Regions from separate parts of the Mus musculus genome. Here regions 1 and 2 are each linked to region 3. A link is a contact called in public HiChIP or PLAC-seq and capture Hi-C data. All regions are on one chromosome and are shown on one strand. Each heading gives the region's core, a stretch centred on a gene start, on an enhancer-like site or on the middle of the called end of the contact. The rest is flanking DNA. Distances are from core to core; before and after follow the strand shown.

The links. HiChIP or PLAC-seq counts read pairs in DNA pulled down with a chosen protein or histone mark. Capture Hi-C pulls out chosen DNA fragments and counts their contacts.
Region 1: a contact with region 3 is called in an HNF4G HiChIP or PLAC-seq map of pancreatic cancer cells. The contact joins the promoter of Pak6 here to the promoter of Ccdc9b in region 3. A contact is called at or near these places in 19 of 39 promoter capture datasets (the 3T3-L1 cell line, 3T3-L1-derived adipocytes, the C10 cell line and 13 more), 1 of 15 datasets of contacts at CTCF or cohesin (large pre-B cells), 6 of 484 Hi-C or Micro-C datasets (the G1E-ER4 cell line, the N1E-115 cell line, cerebral cortex and 2 more), 11 of 115 datasets of contacts at active chromatin or transcription factors (acute myeloid leukemia, embryonic basal ganglia, embryonic forebrain and 4 more) and 4 of 9 other capture datasets (adipose tissue, embryonic stem cells, liver and 1 more).
Region 2: a capture Hi-C map of macrophages shows a contact between it and region 3, with 5 times the contacts expected there. The contact joins the promoter of Ivd here to the promoter of Ccdc9b in region 3. A contact is called at or near these places in 26 of 39 promoter capture datasets (the 3T3-L1 cell line, 3T3-L1-derived adipocytes, the C10 cell line and 20 more), 41 of 484 Hi-C or Micro-C datasets (B cells, the C10 cell line, the C2C12 cell line and 30 more), 27 of 115 datasets of contacts at active chromatin or transcription factors (the 230-238 cell line, the SCID.adh cell line, SST interneurons and 21 more) and 4 of 9 other capture datasets (adipose tissue, liver, macrophages and 1 more).

What each region holds. Positions count from the first base shown.
Region 1 is chr2:118,660,852-118,665,402 of GRCm38.p6, reverse strand. Pak6 (p21 (RAC1) activated kinase 6) reads right to left here and starts at 1,826. Exons shown (of 11, transcript NM_001033254.3): 1 at 1,380-1,826; 2 at 537-620.
Region 2 is chr2:118,859,368-118,864,276 of GRCm38.p6, reverse strand. Ivd (isovaleryl coenzyme A dehydrogenase) reads right to left here and starts at 2,283. Exons shown (of 12, transcript NM_019826.4): 1 at 2,110-2,283. The coding sequence starts at 2,256. It overlaps Gm39913 (a long non-coding RNA gene), which reads left to right and starts at 2,423. Exons shown (of 2, transcript XR_866660.2): 1 at 2,423-3,278.
Region 3 is chr2:118,761,202-118,765,606 of GRCm38.p6, reverse strand. It overlaps Ccdc9b (coiled-coil domain containing 9B), which reads left to right and starts at 2,946. Exons shown (of 11, transcript NM_001001982.2): 1 at 2,946-3,101; 2 at 3,849-3,962; 3 at 4,211-4,318. The coding sequence starts at 2,955.

The DNA.
Region 1 (4,551 bases), core at 577-3,076, 99 kb after region 3:
GAAGTGGTAAGCCCAAGCAAGACTAAGGGTAGCACTAGCTTGCCCCCAGGCAGGCCCCTGGCCCTGGCCTCATGCTGACTTTCAGAGTCAGAGTCTGCCAGGTTAAGTTCAGGGAAAGGGCACCAGTGGGGGCTGGAGCCCAGTAGGCAGAGGACGCACCATAAATATTTGCAGAATGACTACATGAGGGGCAGGTGAGAAGGGCTTCTTGGAAGAAGTGCTGGTGGCCCTCGCTTGGTCTGGCAGGAGCAGGAAGCAAAGGCAGGGACTGTAGAAACAAGCCCAGAGCCAGAAACTGGTTTCCACCGAGCTGTTTCAAAATCTACCTGAAGAGGGGGTGGCCAACAGTCAGGTCACCTCAGGGATCCTTAGTCCAAGAGCTCACAGTTTTTGGTTTTTTGGTTTTTTTGTTTGTTTTTTTTTTTTTGTGAACACGGAGTTAGCTTCTCTGGCCTAGGTGAGGAGTGGCCTCAATAAATGGATACCCTGTCCCCAGCTCAAGAATCCAGAACCTGCTGCCACAGTGGAGACCTTACCTTGGCACTCCTTCTGGGCAGCTGGGCCTCACCCTCTCCCACTGTAGGCTGGTGCTTGTCTGGAGCCCAGAAGCTTGGTGCTACCTTTAGGCAAAAAAAAAAAAAGAAAGAAAAAGAAAGACCCCGGTGATTTTCTCTTTCAGCCGCTTTTCCCCAGAAGGTCCCTGATTGGTGTCATCTCATCTCTGTGGGCACAACCTCCCTGCCTGCGGCAGCTTACTCACCAATGTGCCTAAAAGCCTGCCAGTTGTGTGGAGGAGGTAGGGGGCCCACACCCCTCTGCCTGTCACACATAGGGGCATGCCTGAAAGGGGGTTTCAGGGTGGCCCCCAGCCGAGCCCCGGCCTGTAGCCTGCTCATTGGATGTGTCTTTGAGCTCAGCAGGGACACACATAGGAGCTGAACAGCTCTGCCTGGGAGAGTGATAAGATCCTTGTTAGAAAGGTGTTCTCTGGGCACTCAGGGCTGTCAGGAAGACAAGAGATGAACCTGCACACCCATGCCTATTAGTTTAGTTCCTAACACTTGGCCAGGCCTCAGGACCACGTCCTACCTTGGCATCTGGCCACGTCTCTGTCCTGTGGTCCCAGCCAGGGCTTGGGCCTGCCCGAGCAGGCAGCTGTCCTTCTGTCTGCTCAGGCCACGTGTTTGCTGTCCCTTCTCCCCAACATGCACTCAAGACTAGGCTGGCCCAGCATCGATCAGAATCAACCCCTGTCAGGTCCCCATCCCAGCTCTCTGCTGACCAGCGGCTGTCCTCAGATCTGGCTGGGCGCATACGCACTGTGACACACCCTCACCCTCTCACACACGTGGGTCCACACCCAGTACAGAGCCACCTACCTGCACAGGCCTGCCTATGCCAATCCAGTCTTGCTCTCCAAATACCAGTGACCCTGGAAGCCACACGTTTCCTTTTACAGAAAGATCCCCTTGAGAGGTGAGCGCAAAGGCAGCCCAGAAGGACTCCAGTCGGTGTGGACTAGACTCCCCTTCTCTCCCAGAACCTTCAGAGGACACACGGGCAGCCCGAACACCATGTCTGCTATTGTATTCTGCCAGCCGAGGTCTCTCCATGGGCACCTCTGGCTCCCTCCGTGCCTTCCATGTCCTTAGGGGGTAGTGGCAGCTTCCGGGCGAGTTCCATTTTCCTCCAAGCCGAGGTAGGGCGGGGAGAGTTAGAAGGGGCGGGCCTCAGGGACACCTCCAAGTTTTCAGCTCCCCAAATAATCAGATGCAAAGGGGGAAGGAAGAAAAGCCAGGGTGGGTGGGTGACTCAGTGGCGGTGGGCCGGCTTAGTCACCTGGATGGCTGCTTGCTGCTCCCGGCATGTCAGGAACCGAGCAGTGCCCTCCCCCCACCTGCTGTGGTCTGCCGCTGCTGTCAGGAAGAGCTGGCCGTGGAGCCCCCGGTGTGTTCAAGCTGCGGAGCAAGCGACAACCGCTCCCGCCTTCCTCTGGTCAATCGATCAGGGCCCGGCAGCCCCGGCCGCGGCGCACCCCTCCTCCACCGTGCACCCCAGCTCACTTTGGGATTTCTCCATTAGAATCTCAGGCAGCGACCTGCTCCTGTAGGGCGCGAGCAGCTCCAACGTTGCCTGGCAATTTTGATATCGTCGGGGGTTGCCATGGGGAGGAGGGTGATGTCATTGACACAAAAAAACCCACTGAATTTACAAATCAGCTGGGGCTGGAGCTATTTATAAAAAAACACGTTTCTTACTGCTTTCCTTTGCTGAGGGGGAGGAGGGAGAGAAAAGACTGAGGGGTGGGATTCAGAGGAGCCTACTGTAGTTCACCTCACCGTTGTTCCCCAGAAACCAGACCTTCTTGGCTCACAGCCAAGCCTAACCCCCTTCCCATCCGCGCCCCAGGTTTGCAGCTGTGGGTCTCAGCCCTGGCAGGCGTGGCCACACCTGGGCTGCACGTTCTCATCTGGTTTTGTCCTAAAGGGCAAAAAGGGTGAGGATGGAGGGTGGGGTACTCAGCTCTGTGGGTACCATCTTTCTGTTCTCCCCTGCTCCAGCATCGCCCCTCCCACAACTAGAAACAGTTGCATGGGAGGAAAGGAGACTCAGGATGCCCACCTGCTGGTTCCCTGAAGAGCACTCCGTAAGCATGGCCCCTCCCTCACTGTCTTGAGCCTCCTGCCTCCTTCACTGGTCATTTTCTCTCATGTCCATCTGGGAAGTGCCCAAATTCCCGTCTTAGCCAATTGTTTGCCTTTTCCCTTTTCCCAGGCATCATTCCATAATCTCTCTGTGGCTTCCTCTAAACTCTGCTGAAGGCTGACCTCAAACCTATGTGGTAGCTGCCCCATTGTGAACAGTCCAGCCCACACTGCCCACCACGTGTTCCTAGACCCACAAGTACTGCCACGAGAAAGCTAGAAGTCTTCTGATTCTAACTACCCAAGGGGGCACTAAAGTATTCACATCACTTTTGAACATTCATTCTTAAAATGTGGCTAACTCCCTGAGCTCTGAATTTTCAGTCTTGAGCTCACATCTCAGCTCTATTGTTCACTAATTGAGTGACTCTGGCCTGCTGTTTAATCAACTGAACCTCAGTGTCATCATCTATAAAATGGAAACAATTTCACCTGCCTCCCAGGATTATGGGAATTCCGTAGACAAAGCTGCCCGGCCAGGGACTGTCCATCCGAGAGCTTGGTAAACATCAGCATTCTTCTCCGTTGGCCTATGTCATTTATTGCTCATTCTTATCTACCTAGTCACCAAGCTAATCTTCTAAAACCAGGACTCCCAGTCACTGCCTGTGCAAAGGTCTCAGACTGCACACAGGGACAACATCAGTGTCCAACAAGAGGGACATCAAAATCCACATACAAACGTCACTCAGGGGCCAACAGGAAACGTCTTCCCTTGAACTAGGTAGGCAGTTTTAGAGAACTCTGTCTTTCCTTTTTGCCCTTCAAAATAACATCGTGAGGAAACAATTATAAACGGTCCACGTAGGCTCTAAAAGCAGACAGAAGCAAGTTAAGTCAGAAGCAAATTTATGGTGGATCACACCTGTAATTCCAGCACTGGAGGGGGGGGGGCTAAGGTAGGAGGGTTACTGTTAGTTTGAGGATAGCCTAGGCTATGTAAAGCATTCTAGGCCTACATCGAATCTGATATCTCTCTCTCTCTCCATATATATTAGTATTGTTTATGATCAGAAAAAATGGAAGCCATAGAAAGCTCACAAATCGGGGACTGACTAATATCAGATGGTACTTTCTTATGCAGCCAAATAACTGCTGGACCCTGACCAAGGATGGAGTCAGGTCAGCAAGATGGCTCAGTGGGTAAAAGGGCAGCCACTTGAACCCGACAACCTGAGTTAGAACGCTGGAGCCCATGGTGGAGGGAGAGAAGTTGTCCTCTGACCCCCACATGTGCATTTTGGCATTCATGCACATGCATGTGCACACACGCACATACACGTAATGATAAAATAAGAATTAAAATTTGTATCTGTTTCTCTGTGGGGGAAGAATGGCACTGACACCAGAGAGAGATGACGCCACATCCTGCAAGACAATAGAAATCATCTTCTCCAGTTCACTGAAAAGCATAAGCTATTTCTATACCTGTTTCTAACTCTGCTGTCACGTTGAGAGGGGGGTCTGGTGAACCTTCTACTTTCTTTAAAATTTTAACTTTTCCATTATCTGAAATTTTCACTGAACATATTTTTCTACTTTTAAAAATACCTGTTTAAAAATAAGCAAGAAGGGGTGGAAAGATACCTCAATGGTTAAGAGCACCAGCCGCTCTTCCAGAGGACCCAAGTTTGATTCCCATCACCACATAGCAGCTTGAACCATTTGAAACCCTAATTTTAGGGGATCTGGTGCCCTCTTTGACCTCTGTGGGCAACACACACACACACACACACACACTACACAAACAAACATGTGGGCAAACATTTATTAGCATAAAACCACAAAAAGCAAGGGTTTAAAAATTGAGATACAGGGCCTGGAGAGATGGCTCAGTGGTTAAGAG
Region 2 (4,909 bases), core at 1,034-3,533, 99 kb before region 3:
AAGTCATTACGTTTTCAAAGCTTAGTGAGCTATTCTGTGGGACATAAAATTGTTGAGAGAAATGCAGAGGATGGAGGCCTGGCTTGTGAAGTTCTGGAAGGAAGTTTGAGAGTCACTCGAAGACTCTACTGGGGTCATTTCATATTTGGAGTTAAGAATTTATGGTCCTGATTAGCTAGTGCTGAAAAGTCAGTTCTGATTAACAAAAGACCAGAACCACTAAAGTGAAACCTTTGCTTTGACAGCAAAACTGGAGCTTTGAAATTGATGCTGGAGCTGAGAAATGAGTGTTGTTTGGGAAGAGACCAGCATCCCTGAGGTGAAATCTTCTGGGAGGTGTTTCCTCAGTTAGCACTCAGAAGCTGTGCTACAGAGATAGCTAAGGCTGCACTGTGCTGACAGCGGAACTTGATCAAGCATAAGTCTTCCAGGTGCTGCTGGTTTTAAAGGTACGAATGGGTCATAGAGAGTAGCTGAGACTTGACATTGTCAGAAGCCAAGAGAGGCAGGCTCTTGGTAAAGGGTCATGGATTACATTTAATGCCCCAGGATTAAAGGGGCCATGCAGAAAAGCAGAAGTTTGGCACCATGAGGAGATCCCAGAAGAGGCTACTAATAGAAGTCCAGCTCAGCTGCAGCAGAGACCCAGCATTTTGGAGATAACCAGTACCACGGGAGGGCCACCAAGAACAGCAGCAGCAGGAGGTGGTGCTTACCAGAGCTTAGAAGACAAGCTGTGTGGGCTGTAGAGGGCAGAGCTGGAGAAGTGACTCAAGCCCCTTAGAGGAGCCCAGAAGGTCATGATTAACCCTAGATATTGGACATTGAGTTATTTACTCTGATGGAGTGTGGGTTTGATTTGATTGTAACTGTACCCTGGTTCTTCACTTTTCTTTCTTTCTTAGAATTCCAGAAGGTGCCTAGGGGCTCCACTCCCTTCCTCCACTAAGGTTATTCATAGCAATACTTGCCCTTGGTATAGCATCTGACTCAGACACACTGTGTGTGAAACCATCACTCCTCAGCAATCTCTTAGGCAATCTACAGCAGTTGCTTCATATACATACATATCTAGATATCTAGATAGATATCTAGATAGATATCTAGATATCTAGATAGATAGATAGATAGATAGATAGATAGATAGATAGATAGATAGATAGATAGATAGGCAGGACCCAAGGCATCCCTGGAAATTATTCATTGGCTTCGATTAGGGAAGAGAGTTAAACCTAGCAATAAGAGTAGGTTAACCAAGCTCTTTGTTTGTTTGTTTTTTCCAGACAGGGTTTCTCTGTGTATCCCTGGCTGTCCTGGAACTCACTCTGTAGACCAGGCTGGCCTCGAACTCAGAAATCCACCTGCCTCTGTCTCCCGAGTGCTGGTATTAAAGGTGTGCGCCACCACTGCCCAGCAACCAAGCTCTTTTTTTTTTTTTCAGCTTTGTGCATTATGCCTTGAAGAGGGGAAGAAAACAAACTTAAGATGGCATTTCAGAATTCTTTAAAGTCTTCCATTGAAAAAGCAAATTGCCCTGGTAGCTATGGGTCATGCGTAACTTCAACCATAAGTTGAGAACCATTGCTTACAAGCCAGGTATGGTGGCCCATGCCTTTAATCCCATCACTCTTGAGGCAAAAGCAAGAGTTCACTAGTAGAGTTCAAGTACTAGTTTAATGCCTTCCAGGCCACCCAAAGCTATACATACTGAGACCCCAAGGAAGGGGAGAATGGGAGAGCGAGAGGGAGAAGGAGAGCGAGAGTGAGCGAGAGAGAGAGAGAGAGAGAGAGAGAGAGAGAGAGAGAGAGAGAGAGAGAGAACAGGTTGGGGTGTAAGTGTTTTCAGATTCATGAGAGCCACTAGAAGTAGGGCCAACCAATCTGCCCACCCAAACACCACCAGTCTTCCAGGTTTGGTCCTTACTCTTTTATCTCCTCCTAGCTGGAGTTCAAAGCCAGGAATCCCCCTGTCTTGCTGTCTCCCTCAAATATTAGTAGGGAGAGGGCGCGCAGTTCCTCTCCCTAGCTTCTACGAAACGCTTCCAAGGCCTGGCAGGCACAAGTCACTTGGGTAAGACCTGGGACATGTCCTGGGGCCGGCCTTCCTACCTGCTTCTGCTCCTCGTTTAGCCCGTTGATATCATCGTCCACAGGCAATATCGAGTGGGCCCGCCGCGGGACAGCGAGGGGCGACGGTGATGGCCGCAGTCTCCAACTGGAAACTCGCCGTCCCAGCAGCCGGATTGCAGTCGCCATCTCTGCGGTGCACCAGGAGCTTGGACTGGTTTAGCTTACGCTCCACCAATCCTAGTTTCAACACTTTGTCCAATCAGGGAGGGGGTGGGGCTTCAGTAGCCAATCGTTCTCGGAAGCCAGCCGAAGGCCTTGCTGCCCTTGCAACCATGCAAGCCAATCAGCCGAGAGGCGGCAGCCAGCCCTGGCTCCTGTGCTGGCTACCTCCCGTACTTGTTTCCTAAGTGTCTTTCTTGCATACAAGAAAGTATAGTAGTATCTCGTGTTAAGATTTTAATCTTGAACGGCACAAGACTATCTTTGTGGGAAAGCAAGTACTCCAACGCAGATGCCTAATGTGGAGGGATAAACTGTCCAAACAGATCTGGAGGTGTGAAGGTCTGTTAAAGAATCTTTTGTTCTAGAGTCCCCACTGACTGAAAACAGCAAAATTTGCTTTGTTATGTAATAGGTTTTGGTTCCTCCTTAAGCGAAAGAGGTTGCCCAGGATTCTCTGCCCTCGGATTCTGTAAGAACGTTTTCTTATTGGGGTGACAGGGCAGGAAGAGAAGAATGGTGTTTGGGGTTCCCTGAAAAAAATCACTTGAGTGAAGATTCTGCAAACTAATTAGAACTTTGTGATTGTGGGTGTTGGGCTGTTGCAGATTCACAGCCAAAATTATATTTGAGTATCTTTAGTTCCTTTAAGTAGCCGTTTATCTCCAACCCACCTAACTGACCCAGTATTCTTGACCATCAGGTAGGAAATTTTATTTTAAATTAGTTCACTAATCAGAGACAGGATCTCTATGTAGCCCTGGCTGTCCTGGAACTTTTTGACTTTGAACTCAAAAGAGATCTGCCTGCCTCTCTCTTACGAGTGCTTCCACTACAAGTGGATAACACCCACCTGGAATTTATTCATTTAGCAGACTACTAACTTGTACAAACCAAGAACATCTTGTATGTCATCTAAGTATGTCATCAGATAATATCAGAGATTTCCCTGGAGTAACTCACCGACCAGTGTTGGCACAAGGTCTTTGGTAAGTACAGTCTTTGGTTTTGTGGCTAAGAACATATCCTGTAGCTATTCCACACTGGAGTACGTCATTAAGGGCAACCCGAATTTTGCTCATGTCATGGTTATTCGTATTGGCTTAAAATAAACTTAGTGCCTTTGAGGGGAGATCTGTCTTTTGTGTCCAGAAGAAGAAAGACTGACAGGAGCCAGGCTCTTATCTCTTAATCCCCTTTCCACTTCTGTCCAGGAAGGGGGCTTTGAACACATTGCTTGGATCCTTGCTGTGTCTTTTATCACCTGAAAATGAGAACAGTGTTCCCCACTACAATGTCATCATGAGGCATATTCACTGGGCAGGGGGTACAGTGCGATGTAAGGCATCCACTTGAGTACCCAAGGCTTTGGTTCAACCCCAGCAATCAAAATTATAATAAAAATGATTGCATACTTAATTATATGGCATAGCACTCAGAGCCACATGCTCATTTTTAGTTGTCCCTACCACATCTGACTTTTCCTACCTGGTCTCACATTCTAATTTAGCCCCTCCCACAACTGGAAAGAGCTGCATTCTGAGCCCTCCCTAAAGATAGGTCAAAAACCAATCACAGAGCAGCTTCTACACCTATAATCTCAGCCTTTGGAAAACCGAGGCAGGAGGATTGGAGTTCAAAGCCAGCCTGGGCTACAAGAGACCAGTAAAAGCATAAAAATGAAAACACACAAAATCACATTCCTCTTATTTCTACTCTGGTTGAAGTGACTTCTTTAGATATTTTGAGATTGTCCTAGATCTCTTGAGAGACAAGAGAATGGGTGTAATGAAGGGTTTTACAGCTAAGGCTGCTCTGTCTCTCCTCAGCCTCCCCTCTACAGAATGAGGGAACCTTGAGTCTTCGTTACTGACCTCCGTGTGGGATGTGAAGCGTTGCTTTATAGGAAATATGGGCCAGAAGCTCAAAGAGCAATGAAAATACTTGTAATAGAGGAGGCTCTACCACCTCACCCCTATTTTAACAGCTTCTACACCAGTCTGTTGAGAATTTTATTTAAAAATATTGACAATACATTCGAATGCTAAAACAAACAAACAAAAAAACCCGAAAACCTTTAGCATCCCATCTTTTCCTGTTCCTTTTCTCTCTGGAAGTAACATTCGTATTCCTTTCTTTGGGTTATTATTATGGTTTCTGTGAGTGCAGCTCCTGTAGACTGTGTGACACTGTGCACAAGGAAGTTAGAGGGAAGCACTATGGAGTGGACTCTTTCCTGCTGATGAGAACAGAGGTTTTTTTTTTTTTTTTTTTTTTTTTTTTTTTTTTTTTGGTTTTTTCGAGACAGGGTTTCTCTGTGTAGCCCTGGCTGTCCTGGACCTCACTCTGTAGACCAGGCTGGCCTCGAACTCAGAAATCCGCCTGCCTCTGCCTCCCGAGTGCTGGGATTAAAGGCGTGCGCCACCACGCCCGGCACCTTAGGGGCCCCAAACAGCTTCCCAGACATCCTTGGGTCTCCTGCCGGGAATGAGAGAAGGGAGAGCTGGGTTCTTGTCTCCTCTTGACTGAGCACCCTGCCTGGAAGCTGCAGGTGAGGGTAGGGACTAAAGCCTCATGCTCCCTCTGGTGAGCCGCTTTGGGACTGGACCGTCTTACTTTC
Region 3 (4,405 bases), core at 1,697-4,196:
AGATGACCACCGCGCAGTTGCCTGAGGCAGGAGGAAAACGGCCTGAACCTTGCTCTGGCTACATACTATTCCAAATATGGATGTTGCTAGGTATTTGAATGTTATCATCATATGACTCACTGAGGGATAGCCACCTGGTGTTATAAAGACATAAGAGCCATTGCCTGTAAGGAGGAAGGAGACTGGAATCCACCATCCCATCTCCCTCTGCCTAGACGGAGCCTGAGGAGTAGGCCAAGGGCCAAACACTATACTCAGTCAACCAGTCTCCCACAGGAGCGGGGGTGGGGGAGAGCAGTGGGGATGTCCACACTGACAGAAATGGGGTAGAGGGTCTGAGCAGCGCTACCTCTATGGACTTAAGCCTTTCCTCCTGGGCAGATGTCCCCTAGAGAGAAGCTTGGACTTCCAGCAATCCTGTTCTTGAAGTTGGCTCCAACTGTATCTTTCCAGATGCTACCAATAAAGTCCATCTGACGTAGGCCCTAAAGGTGTGGTGGCCACCCGAGTTGGCAGGTGACCTGGGAAGGTGCAGGGAGTCACCTGGGGAGAGCAGTGATCCAAGACCAGGCTAGGTCATCCTGCCCAACCCTAGTAGGAGAAAGAGAGAGCATAGAGAGACATCGCAAGCAAACTTGTTTTGGTGGAGTAGCTGTAATAAGAGGCCTAGGGACAGCAAGGCCAGCACCCTGGCTTTTTGTATCGTCTGCAGTACAAACAGGTAAGGTAGCCTGCATGAGAGACAACACCTGTCAGGCTCATCAATAAAATAAAGCTTTTACCTCTGTGTAGTCTGACTGTTCTGATGGAGTTGGAAGGTGGGATTGAGCTAGACTTGGGAGATGATAGTGAGAAAGGGGGCTGAAGGAAACCCCACCCCCACTCCAATTGCCAGCCAAGCTTTTGGAATGCTTCTGCCCCCTAGTGGTGACTTGGAGAAAAAGACACCTGGTTTGGGAAATATCGAACTGGAAATTCTCAAGCCCCGCCCCCTCCCACAGCCCGGCATTTCCCCTCTTCCAGGGATCCGTCGAGACACACCTGCCTTCTTCAGCTTGTGTCCATCTATCTGAGTGGTCAGAAAGGCAGTTACAGCCTGTGCACAGGTACCCACAGTGACACAGTGTAGTGCTGGCTAATTCCATACTCATCCTGCAGGCAATGAGGCTTTACGGCATGGGGGCACTGGGCCAGGCAATGGGGGAAGCTCAGAGCACTTAGTATAGCAATCTGCCTCTGTCCGGTGGGAGAGCAGACTGGTAAACCGTGTTTTTGTGGGGTCTGCTCAAGGGCGTGAGAAGCTGTGAGTGACACTTGGAAACACGTGGCCGGCAGCTGGAGCTTCAGTCTTGTCTTTGGAGCTGTTCAGGGTACATGGTACTTCAGCCTGGTGGCTGGGAAACTTTTGTGTCTACATTCAGGATATCTTCCTGAAGCTCTTACAGGGGGCTGGGTCATCCTATCTGCAGGGTTGCCAGATGTCTACCTGTGCCTCCTGACCCCTCTGCTCTGACACTGGCTGGCAGTGGAAGCTGAGAAGGACAAAAACCTGGCCTCGTCTCTGTAGTCTGTTTACATCCCTCCTTTCTAAACCTGATCAAGGACTAAAATTACAAAGAGTGGGGGCTGCATTAGGTCTCTCTCCCTCTCGGACTGCGATCTGTGTAGCAGGGGCGGTTACAGTGGGAAGCTTGGGACTTCTGGAGGTTTCTGGGATAAGGCTGACCTCAGCAGTATTTGTGAGGCAGGGTGCAGAGAAGGTGGAGGAAGTGTGTGCTTGTACGTGTGTGTGTGTGTGTGTGTGTGTGTGTGTGTGTGTGTGTGTGTGTGTATGTGTGTGTAGACAAAAGCGGAGAGGGAGACAGAGAGAGAGAGAGATCTAGGAGCTCGGGTGCGTCACTGTTGCTGGGAAAGTAGACAAGAGTCTGACTCAGTGGGAACATCCGGCAGGAAGGGAGGAGGGTACACAGTGGCATTTGCAAGCAGGATGGGAACTCAGGAGCTGCAGAGATGGGGGTGTGGGGCCAGGGGCGAGAGCCTGGACAGCAAAGGGCCTTAGCATGGTGGCTAGAGACCGGGGTGGGGGTAGATTATGGTGAGGGGAAATATCTGAGGCCTGGTCAGTCAGGGACATAGGGGATGCCAGAGTTTGTGACACTCATGTCAAGGCCTGGAAGTCAGGACCACATAAGAACTGAAGCTGACCTAGGCACCCCTGGGCAGAGACTGGCCTCGGCTGTGTGAAGATACTTACTTGGGGAAGGAGTCTGTGTCCTTTCTTGGGATCTGAGAGTCTGCAAATGTTATCCTGGGAGTGTCAGGATGAAAGGGCTCTGTGAGAGGATCCCAAGGGAAGAGGGCTGCTAACTGTTCCCAGCTTCTGCTGGGTTAAGGACCCCATAGAAAGGCTCCTTTTAGCATGGTAGGGGTCTGGAGACCCAGAGAGTTAGGCCTCCAGGAGTGGCCATGCTTGGAGTACAGAGAAAAGCACATTCCAGCTCAGAAACCAAATGGGGGAGAGTGGCATTTTGGGTCTGTGGTGGTGTGAGATGGCCTTGGGGAGGAGGTTTCTCACTCTTATCTAACGACTTAAATGCGCTGACTGGACAGCCAGCAGGAAAGCAGAGAAACGCCCCGAGGGAGGGCCGTCAGCCATCGTGTGGAACCTGCATCTCTTGCCTTTTTCTCCTAGTGGGAGGGATGAAGACCCAGCTATCCCATTTGTGGGCACACACAGGCGGGCGGGTCTTACTGGGGCTCAGGATCACAGGTGAAAGTGGGCCCTTCGTGCCTAGATCTCCTGTGCGAGGACACTGAGGCAGGGCAGGGATATGTGCTAGACAAGACCAGCCGGCTGCTGGTGCCCCGGTCCTCGCCCTCTGCGAGTGGAAGGGTGGGGGTGGCGGCTAGGCGTTCCTGGCTGGGAGCCCAGAGCGCTCTTTTGTAATCACAACATGATCTCTTGTGCTGAGCAGCGAAGCAGAAGCCGGCAGGGAGAGGCCGACAGGGCCGGCTCTGGTGGCTCCAGCTTCCCTCCAGCTCTGGCTCCCGGGAGCTGTTTTGAAATTCTCTCAGCGCCTGGTATTTCCATGCATTTGGCCGTGAGTGGCACCTCCTCTTTGGCAGGGGGGCTTCTAGAGGATGGGAGGGAGCTAAGCTACGAAGCAGCCACATTCTGGGGACAGCTGGTGGCAGCTGGGCCTGGGAGAAAGAGAGCCACGAGGAGGCAGGTGGTGGGCCGGGCAAGGCGCTGAGCAAAACATAGACCCCACAGCCAGACAGAGAAGAACCGCAGATCTTGATGCAGAGGCATGGCTCGGCCCAGAGTTGCTCCCAGCTGGGCCTGCTGTTCTCCTGCCCCATCAGTCAGCAGCTCAGACCTGGAGGGCTCGCGGAGCCCGTGGGAGCTGCTCTCTCCTTCGGACTGGGCACAGGCTTAGGGAGTGGGGTCCGGTGCCTGGGAGGCCAGAACCAAGCTAAAGCCTGTCTCTGTGTGTGTGGTTCTAGATTTGGGAGGCAAAGTGTCCCCCCTCGACCTCCTGAATCCCCTGGCAGCTTCCCAGTCACGGCAGGTTCGGCTGCCAGAGCCATTTTTAACTCTCATTCCAGACTGTGCTCACAGCAGAACCCCCTGGGGAGCCAGGGGGAGGGGCAGCCTGCTGCTGGGAGCCGAGGCCCTGGGTATGAAACCCTGACCTGAGCCCTCAGTAGGCAAACTGGCAGACAGGCCTCACTGGGGTGGGGTTTGGCCCTCTGTAGACCATCTTCCTAAGAAACCTCTTTCACCCTGGGTGCTGTAGCTTGGGGCTAAAATCCGTTCCTTGTATTGGGTTCCATGCCTTCTACAGGGGCCCCACAAAGCCGAGTCCACAATGCGCCGGCATGAGGAAAAAGATGCCGAGCTGGACCGTAGGATAGTTGCCTTGCGCAAGAAGAACCAGGCCTTACTACGAAGGTACCAGGTGAGTGTGTTGTGTCGGCTGAGAGGACTCCTGTGGCTGGGGTCCCTGGCTACCTTCAAAAGGCTGTTTACACAGTGGGTTCTCTCTGAGGGCCTTAGCCCATGCCCCCATCAAAGTCTTGGGCACTGGTGATGTGGTGCCTCTGCCCCCTGGTGTCCCATTGGTGTTTTTCTGTGTAGGCCTGTCAGTGTCTGTGTGTCTGTGAGCCTGGGGGGCCATGGCCTTGCTGACTTCAGGCCCTCCCACAGGAGATCGAGGAAGATCGTCGGCAGGCGGAGCAGGGGGGCATGGCTGTGACCACTCCAGGGCTCCTCCAACCCGACAGCCTCACGGTCACCATCAGCCAGGTTCCCGGTGTAAGTCTCACCTTGGAGACAGGCAGGGTTGAGGCCTGGACCATGCCTGGGGTGTTAACACTATCCCATTTCTCCTAATTGCCTTTC